Linked DNA regions of Pan troglodytes: region 1 is linked to region 2. The links are chromatin contacts, called in public capture Hi-C maps. All regions are on one chromosome and are shown on one strand. Each heading gives the region's core, a stretch centred on a gene start, on an enhancer-like site or on the middle of the called end of the contact. The rest is flanking DNA. Distances are from core to core; before and after follow the strand shown.

The links. Capture Hi-C pulls out chosen DNA fragments and counts their contacts.
Region 1: a contact with region 2 is called in a capture Hi-C map of stem cell-derived neural stem cells, with 8 times the contacts expected there. The contact joins two enhancer-like sites. A contact is called at or near these places in 3 of 7 Hi-C or Micro-C datasets (induced pluripotent stem cells and stem cell-derived neural progenitor cells), 1 of 1 datasets of contacts at active chromatin or transcription factors (stem cell-derived excitatory neurons) and 1 of 1 other capture datasets (stem cell-derived neural stem cells).

Annotation. Positions count from the first base shown.
Region 1 is chr7:38,366,867-38,371,431 of NHGRI_mPanTro3-v2.0_pri, forward strand. No RefSeq gene overlaps it. Among named protein-coding and RNA genes, the nearest start is that of SARAF, 89 kb to the right of the region's middle. Within about 2 kb of position 2,510, at least 4 of the 24 cell types and tissues checked have an H3K27ac peak or open chromatin away from gene starts, as enhancers often do. A contact at or near this core is called in stem cell-derived neural progenitor cells and stem cell-derived neural stem cells, where this site is marked.
Region 2 is chr7:37,701,630-37,706,107 of NHGRI_mPanTro3-v2.0_pri, forward strand. DUSP4 (dual specificity phosphatase 4) reads right to left here. Exons shown (of 4, transcript XM_520046.9): 2 at 1,998-2,143; 3 at 183-402. Among named protein-coding and RNA genes, the nearest start is that of DUSP4, 10 kb to the right of the region's middle. Within about 2 kb of position 2,277, at least 4 of the 24 cell types and tissues checked have an H3K27ac peak or open chromatin away from gene starts, as enhancers often do. A contact at or near this core is called in stem cell-derived neural progenitor cells and stem cell-derived neural stem cells, where this site is marked.

The DNA.
Region 1 (4,565 bases), core at 1,260-3,759, 670 kb after region 2:
AGGAAACAAAACTGAAAGAGATAGTTAGGCCTAGGAAAACCTAAGAAACCTGTTTGGGGTTTAGCAGGCCATGAGGACCATGGAGATTTCTGCACAGAGTAGAAATCCGCCCAGAGCCAGGCTGTTGTCCTCCGCAGTGGGTGGATTGATGATTGGTGCAAGCGAAAGACTAAAGGCAAAGAAAACTGTTAGGATACTCGGCATGATCCAGAGATCAGACAGGGAGTTTCTGAGCTAGAAGAGACACAGTGAGAACAAACAACGGGTGGTTTGGTGAAAGAGAAACTACAGAAGTAGAATTCGGAGGACTTGGCAAATGAGTGGATGGGGAAGAAAACAGGGAAGAGGGAGGTGTCAGACTGGGCCTGCTACTTCAGGTCCAGGTCTATGTAAACAAGGTAATGACACATTAGAAATTTTATTTATTTATTTATTTTTATTTTTTTGAGAGGGAGTCTCGCTCTGTCACCCAGGCTGGAGGGCAGTGGCACGATCTCGGCTCACTGCAACCTCCACCTCCCAGGTTCAAGTGATTCTCCTGCCTCAGGCTCCCAAGTAGCTGGGATTACAGGTGTGTGCCACCATGGCTGGCTAATTCTTTTGTAGTTTTGGTAGGGACAGGTTTTCACTATGTTGGCCAGGCTGGTCTCGAACTCCTGACTTCAGGTCATCTGCCCACCTCAGCCTCCCAAAGTGCTGGCATTATAGGCGTGAGCCACTGCACCCAGCCAGAAAGTTTAAAATGAGAAGGATATTTGGGTTGGGAAGGAGAACTGGAGAGACTGAGATAGGTAAATAAAGAGTATTTGTTCTGTTTTGAACATTGTGAAAATTAGGTCCGTGTGCCACCCGGCTGGGAATGTTTAGAAGACAGTGAAGAAGGTAGAAATGATCTTCACTGGGGTAGGTTGAAGTTGAGGGAGGAAAAAAAAAAAACACACACACACACTACATGAAATAAGCAGGTGACCATTTGTGACCCTGGAGAGAACCATTTCTGCAGAGACGTCTCAATGGGAAGTGAAATGCAAGGGTTAGTTAAGGACGTAGTCAGTGGGAGGAAGTGGACGAGACAAGACAGCTTCATAACGATACAGCCCTTTTCTGATTATAAAAACTCATAGCAATTTATTGCAAAACGTTTTTAAGGAAGTATAAAGAAAACTTACATTTCCCATCCTCCCACCCCCAGAGATAAACACTATCAACATCTCGGGATAGTTCCCTCCAGACATTTTTTCTCTGCATATATTAGGGAGGTTTGGGTTTTTTAATTGGAATCACACTTTACATGCAGGTTTATTCCTGATTGTTTCACTGAACTTATATCTGAAGAATTTTTATATGTAATTAAATAGTTTTCAAATGCTGTTTTCAATGTTTTGAGCCCAACTTTTGCAAAACTAAACCACAGTTCATGTCAACAGCTAGGACAATCATCATTGTTTCAAATCTCTTAATGTTATAAAGCTCCATCTTCCTTGATGTTGGGGAGAACGATAAAGACAGAAAGTTAGCTCCAGGGTATGGCAGGTGGAGGGGAGAGGGATTGAAGGGATTTTGTTTGTTTTTAATGTAGGAAAACCCTGAATTTGTTTGAAGATAGATCCAAGAGAAATTCAGATCGAACACTGAAAAGGCTTCAAGGCTCTGGGGAAGACCTGAGTTTATGGGAGGCTGGTGCTCTTGAGCCTCGCCTCAGCCCACAGACAGACCAAGAGAGACCCCACACCACCACGGTCAACTCACTGCATGAGACTTAAACATGGTGCCTGCTTCTGTGCAGCCCCATGACCCTCCGCTGTTGGGAACTTGATGTCCTACTCAGGGCGACAAAATGGCACCAGAGGAAGTTATCCTGAAGGTTAACTGTCAGTTATCCTGACTTTCAGGGCTAATGAGATCATATCTTCTGAGCTCCTCAGAAAAACAGGCTACCTAGAATTAGGACAAACTCTTGTTCTAATTATTTAGCGGGGCCATGTTGCCTCCTCTCTTCTGATGGTCAGTCCTGGCTCTGGGGGCTCAAGACTGCTTCCTTCTCCTTTGCTTTCCATCCCTCCCAGAGGCCAATGTGACTATATCTGCCTGGCCTGCTCAGCCTACTTTTGATCCCGTCCCGGCCCAGCCTCCATTCCAATCCACAAAAGCATTAAGATCCCCAAATGCCAAGGCCTGCAGCTCAGCTCCTGTGCCCTTCAGCAATCCTTGCCGCCTCGGTTTGCTGCACAATCCTCCGTAGAGAGCTGCCTGAGGTTCTATGTAAGCATCAGCCTATCCTCTACTGAAAACTCTTTTGATGTTTTTGTTCCTGAAAATACCCAAGTAGTGCATTACTGGAAGAAAAGGAAAGGGAACATGAGTCTCCAAGGGCTGAACATCCCTTTGCATTTCGGATCGCCTGAAACTATCATGCCAAAAAGTCAATCAAGCAGCATGTATTAAGCCACGTGCATTGGTGTCACGGCCAGTTTCCCCAAGACAATACTAAGGAAACATGAATGGGAAGAAAGGGCAGAGCTATTCGGTAGCCAGGACTACCCTCTAGTGTTCAGTCAGAGGCCTTAACTCCCTCCACAACCCCACAAGCCAAATAAAAATAATACGAAGATACTCATTGCTAAACAGTGGATTGTTCATCTTACAGCATCTTAATGTTTTTTTGCATTACCGTTACCAGTCTAGGCCACACACAGAAAGGCAAGCTGTTCTTTTGACAAATTATTCCAACTGAATACAAGATTGTTTAAGGCAGCCATGGGTCATTTATTCACTATCTGATAGCAATAATATCCATGTCTGATCATGCAGCAGGGTTATTTTACAACTATTAAACTAACCCTAGAAAACGTTGTTTTAGTTTTGGAGGGTTTGGGGGATTGACTGTTTTTTACTGATGCGAGCTCTGTGTTGCCCAGGCTGGAGTGCAGTGGCTATTCACAGGTGCAGTCATAGCACACTGTAGCTTCCAACTCCTGGGCTCAAGCAATCCTCCTGCCTCAGGCTCCCCATTAGCTGGGACTACAGGCCCCTGCCAGCATGCAAGCTCCAGAATATGTTTTGATGGTAACATCTAGTGCTATCAAAATGGTTAAAAAACGGATAAACTCATACTTTGTGTGTATATATACATGTATGTGTGTATATACACACATACATATACATATATGTGTATATACACACATACATATACATATATATGTGTATATACATATACGTGTGTATATATATATACATATATACATATGTGTGTATATACATATATACATATGTGTGTATATATGTGTGTATATATACACATGCATGTATGTGTGTGTATATATACACATACATGTACATATATGTGTGTGTATATATATATTTTTTTTTTTCTTTTGAGATGGAGTCTTGCTCTGTCACCCAAGCTGGAGTGCAGTATCTCAGCTCACTACAACCTCCGCCTTCCAGGTTCAAGCAATTCTCTTGCCTCAGCCTCCTGCATAGTTGGGATTGCAGGCACCTGCCACCACACCCAGCTGATTTTTGTATTTTTAGTAGAGTCAGGGTTTTATCATGTTAGCCAAACTGGTCTCGAACTCCTGACCCCAAGTGATCCACCTGCCTCGGCCTCCCAAAGGGCTGGGATTACAGGTGTGAGCCACTGCGCCCGGTCATACTTTGTATATTGATATTTGCTAAACTCATCATTGTATATTGGGAAGCAACATTATAATATGTTTAGGTATCATGAAATATGTTACCTTTTGATCCTGATTCCAGGAAATAATGCAACAGAATTTTTTAAATGATACAAATAGGAAAGTAGACCACAGCTTTATTTGCAATAGCTTCTTACTGTTATATTATTCGGCCACTTAAAATAATGATTTTAAAGCCTCTATTTGTGGTTTCATGTAAAATGAAAAAAGCAGGTTGTAAATTGCATGTACAGTGTAATTACAAGTTGTAAAATGTGTACATTGTATGGATATGTACAAACACTAGGTTGGAATGTAAAATAATAAATACAAATAATATTTGGTCACTTTGTGTTAAAGTAAGAGATGCTATTTGTTATTTGTATATTCTTTGTTTTGTTGTTTTGTTTTTAATTTTTTTAAGGCTGCCTTTAAACTGCTTACTAACATGTATCCAGCTTGGAAAAATGTTCTCAGGTCCACAAGACCCTTTCTCAACTCAAAGCTAAGCCATTAAGTAATTCTCAGCTTGTGGCTTGAGGCCAAATGATCGTTTTGTGGTTTTTGTTGCTAAAGCCAAGAATCCTATTAATTGGAAATAAGACATAATGAATACACAATAACAAATGAATTACAAGAAATATCATGGCCTATCAGTAAAACCACGTTATATGAATTACACAATGTTAGATGAATTATATGAATATCAAGGATGTGAATGTAATGTTGACATGAATAACTTGGAATAAGAGTCTTAATAAAAATATCAGAACATGTAATTGTACATTCACACCTCTTAGCAACAGTTTAATCACATAGATCGGAAGTAAGTTTGAGGTGCTTTATGTTGATGAAATTGTTAGTGTTAGTTTTTCTTTTGCTGTAAAG
Region 2 (4,478 bases), core at 1,027-3,526:
CATCTTCCCTCCTCCCTCCCAACCCAACATCCAATGTGTAAGCCTTCCCAATGAGGAAGAGGGGGAATGGGGACCCTTGGATTCAGTGCCTCCAATGTCCACCTTCAACCCAGGCTTACAGGGGTTCCTTATCCTTCCCACCTGCCCTCAGACCCAGGAACCCCAGAGCAGGGCCAGCCTACCGATGTACTCTATGGCTTCCATGAACCAGGAGCTGATGTCGGCCTTGTGGTTATCTTCCACCGGGATGCACTTGTACTGATAGTGTCCTTCAAAGTGGTTTGGGCAGTCCGAGGAGACATTCAACAGAGCCGTGATGCCCAGGGCGTCTAGCATGTCTCTCCGGGCAGCATGGTAGGCACTGCCGAGGTAGAGGAAGGGAAGGATCTCCACAGGACCCCCCTGCACAGAAAGGGAAACAAAGGCCCCTGAATGACATGAGGGTAAAGTGCTTGGCACAGGGAGTGGAAGCTTGTCTGAGAAGAGCTTTCCTTTCCAAGCCCAGGGAGAATGCCTGCTGGGCCTGGCCCTCCCAGCCTCCCCCTGTAGCCTCCTGGAACTCTTGGAGGGGCGATAGGCCCAGTGGGACTTCTCCAGCCTTTGCCCTCTACTTGTGAGCAGAGAGGCCAGGGCAGGTAAAGTCTTGTGGGACTCTCCTGCACCTCCCCCATGGCAAAATAAGCGGCAGGACAATGCCGGCCTTATGGCACCATCTGTGACACTGAGTTTATATCTGCTAATCATCAAGCCATTTGCTGTGTGGTTTAGATACTTATTTGTTTTGATATGTATTCACTGGGCATATCAAAAACAGGTGTGCAGTGGCTCACACCTGTAATCTCAGCACTTTAGGAGGCTGAGGTGGCAGGATCATGTGAGCCAGGAGTTCCAAGACCAGCATGGGCAACACAGTGAGACCTCATCTCTCAAACAATTAAGCTGGCATGATGGTGCACACCTGTAGTCCCAGTTGCTTGGGAGGCTGAAATGGGAGGATCATTTGAGCCCGGGACTTTGAAGCTGCAGTGAGCTATGATTGCGCCACAGGACTCAAGCCTGGGTAACAGAGTGAGACTCTGTCTCTAAAAATAAACAAATAAATAAGCTGATGCCCTCATGGCCACACAGACAAGAGAGAGGATCTTGGTAAAATGAGGCAACAGTGGCTTAAATTTAGCACATGAGATGTGGGCAGCAGAGTCCATCTAACTGAAAGGGCTGGAGGGTGGGCTTATAAGAAACGCAGTGGCTCAAGCAGGTTTTCTTGGAGGGAGGGTGGGTGACCATCTATGTTCATTTGGCTGATACATGGGAGCAGCCTGCCTGTCGGGGACCGAGATGTATTTCATGGCCTGCTACTTCAGAGGAGAATGACCTCAGCTTCCCAGAGAGCAGGTCCCCCAGGGCTTCTGGAGGCCTCCTCATTTGTCCGGACACCACGTTAGAGGCCAAGCCAGGGAGTCATGTCTTTAGAATTTTTTCTTAGGAGGATATTTAGAGAGGGAAGGGGAAGATTTCCAAGAAATAAATAGGTCCTACCTAACATTCCACCCCAATACTCTGGGTTCACCGCATTCTCCCCAAATTGAGGCATAACATTCAAAGACTTAAAAAAATCTCAGGATTGGATGCAGTGGCTCACGCCTGTGATCCCAACACTTTGGGAGGCCAAAGCAGGAGGATCACTTGAGGCCAGGAGTTCAAGACCAGCCTGGGCAACATAGCAAGAACCCCCCCCCCATCTCTACCAAAAACCTTTAAAAATTAGCCAGGCATGGTAGCGCCACCTGTAGTCCCAGCTACCAGGGAGGATCCCTTGAGCCCAGGAGTTTGAGGCTGCAGTAAGCTATGATCACACCACTGCACTCCTGGGTGACAGGGCAAGACTGTCTCAAAAGCAAAGACAAAAAACACCGTCAGAACTCTGAAAAGAAGGCATCCACTGGCCCCTACGCTGTTCCTGCCCCCCACTTCCAAGCCCTGACCCCCGAGTCTACCTGGTCGTGTAGTGGGGTCCCACAGGAGCTGCAGCCCAGGTCCAAGGGCTCTGTGGCGCTGGGGGGAACCGGGGGTGGGATGGCTGCCAGGGCCTTGGTTTTAGAACAGAATTCTGGGTACTCGGAGGAAAACCTCTCATAGCCGCCTGTAAAGGAGAAAGAAGCTCAGGTTAATGGGGTCACTAAGCCAGCAGGAAGTCAGAAAGAACTCTACTCCTACAGACTCAGGCGGACTGCTAGGAAGGCAGGGGCTGGCGTGCTCCATATTGGCCACTAGGTGGCGCTGTGGACCTAGAGAATGGCCATGGAGCGGTTTCCAGAGATGCAGAGGACACACTCGTCAGGACTGCAGCAAAGCTGGAAGGATAAGCTTTATGGACAAGACTTGGGTTAGAGAGGTAGACATACAAAGGAAGACGTGCAGGGGGATGTGCAGAAGTGACTGTGGAGTAGCTCCTCAGGACAATGACAAAATAGAGAAGCAAAGGTCACGCTGGGCTTCCAAGGACACTAAGTACCTGTAGAGACACCTGCCACCCCTGATTCCAGCCCTTCCTCAGGGGAGGTTCTCCAATGTGAGAAAGAAGGAAAAAAATGACCCTGGTACAAACTCTTCTGGATCTCAGCAATGGAGCAGATGTCCATTGCACATCCTCATGAATAGCTGTTCTGTCACCAAGAGACCAGAACAAGAGGAAAACGGGCTTAAATCTAAATAAACCCCTCATGCTATGTGCAGGTTTGGGGCAAGGGAGTATTTCCTGACCTGAGAGTGGGTAAGCCCTGGAATGGTTATCTGTGGGATCATCTTCCAGAGAAGGTAGATCTTTTAAATAAAAAAAGAAGATGATGATAAATGGCCAGCTGAGCTGGGGTAGGGTGAGTGCTCCTATCTAAGAGGGGTGGAGGCAGGTGGGATACAGGGAGAGGCCACAGGGAGGCCATCCAAAAAGACAACCTTTCAAGCCCTATCTCTGGCTTTCTTGTGATCTCTGGGACTTCCTTTTGCGGCCAACTTCCAATCCACAGTGCTATCAATGTATGGCCCTGCTTTTATTTTTATTCTGCAGTTTCTGTAGGGCCAGAAATGGATTCAATTGATTCAGTAGGGCCTGTGCGTTGGAGAACCACCATTCCAACAAACCCATTCAACTGACTCCAATGACAATTTGGCCAACAGTCCTGGATGTCGCTACCTTTGCGGTCTTCATGACAGTGACATAGGACCTCTGTGCCCTAGGGCCATTCATAGAAATTTTCCAATGTGCAGACATGTGACGGTGAGTCAGTCACTTGCGCCAAATCCCAACCCTAAAGACTGCTTCCTACTGAGAGGAAGGAAACGGTTCTCTACCACATCATAAGGCTTATAGAAACAGGGCGTACATTTTTTCCTCTCTGACTGGAGGCTTCTCTATTCCCCTCCTCTCCCTCCCTCAGGATATAAATGGATCTCTCTCTGGTCACAGGCCCTTGTTCCTGCTGAGTCACAGTGACCAGCCTCCCTGGATGGAAAACCTGCTGGTGGGGCTGGTACCGTCAGCCTCGGTCATGCTGGTGGCCTCGGCAGCCACTTCATCACAGAAGCACCCCCTCCCTCCCATCATAAACCCCTTTCCTTATTCGGCTGCCACCACTGCTGCCCAAAATGCAGTAATTAGAGGATGAGGGAAGAGGAAGGAAATATCTGTCTGCAGCTGAAGTCCTTCAGGGGCTTCTGTGATGGGAAACTTCAGTCCATGCTCCCTTTCGGAGAAAGTGGAAGGGAAACTCATTCATTAACAGTGGTTGATCACTTGTATCCCAAGCCATCACTTATTACTCTATATACTTCTCTAGGATTTGCAAAAATTCTAAGTACATGATCCTTTTGTCTATTACATAATTTGAGCTATTAAAACACATTTTAAAACAACATGTTAGACACAGGTGGTGTCCTGCAAAAACTCACCACCAAGACAGACAAGCTATCGCCTGCACTCAAAAGTGAATGGTTGGGTGGCCCAGGAGTGCCAGGGCAGGCCCCACGGTCACAGAGCAGAGTGGCCCTCAGGGCTGGAGAAGCAGGAGGAGCCCAGAGCAGCTGAGAGGATGTTGTCTCCATTGCTGAGGGTATGGAACAGGGCACTGGAGTGAAGTTCCGAAAGGGCACAGGCTCTGCCATGAGGTTGCACCCCACCCTGATCATGTATCACCTGTGCAGCCCGGGCCTCCTGAACCTCTCGGAGCCTCCTCCTTGTCTGTAAGTGATGAAAGTCCCCTGCACAAAGGCCTATGAGGACTGGTTCTGACAGCCAGGCTCTGTGCCTGGCATCAGGGAGACAGATCACGAAGTTTTCCCTTCTCGGTGCCTACATGGAGGGGTGCCCTCGGGTGCCCTCAGCAGAGATCCTCAAAGGCCAAAGAGGAACCGGGGACAGGGTAATGCTGGTAAGGTACTGGGCATTTGACAGCCTGCTCTCCCAGAAACCTGTCTCTTGG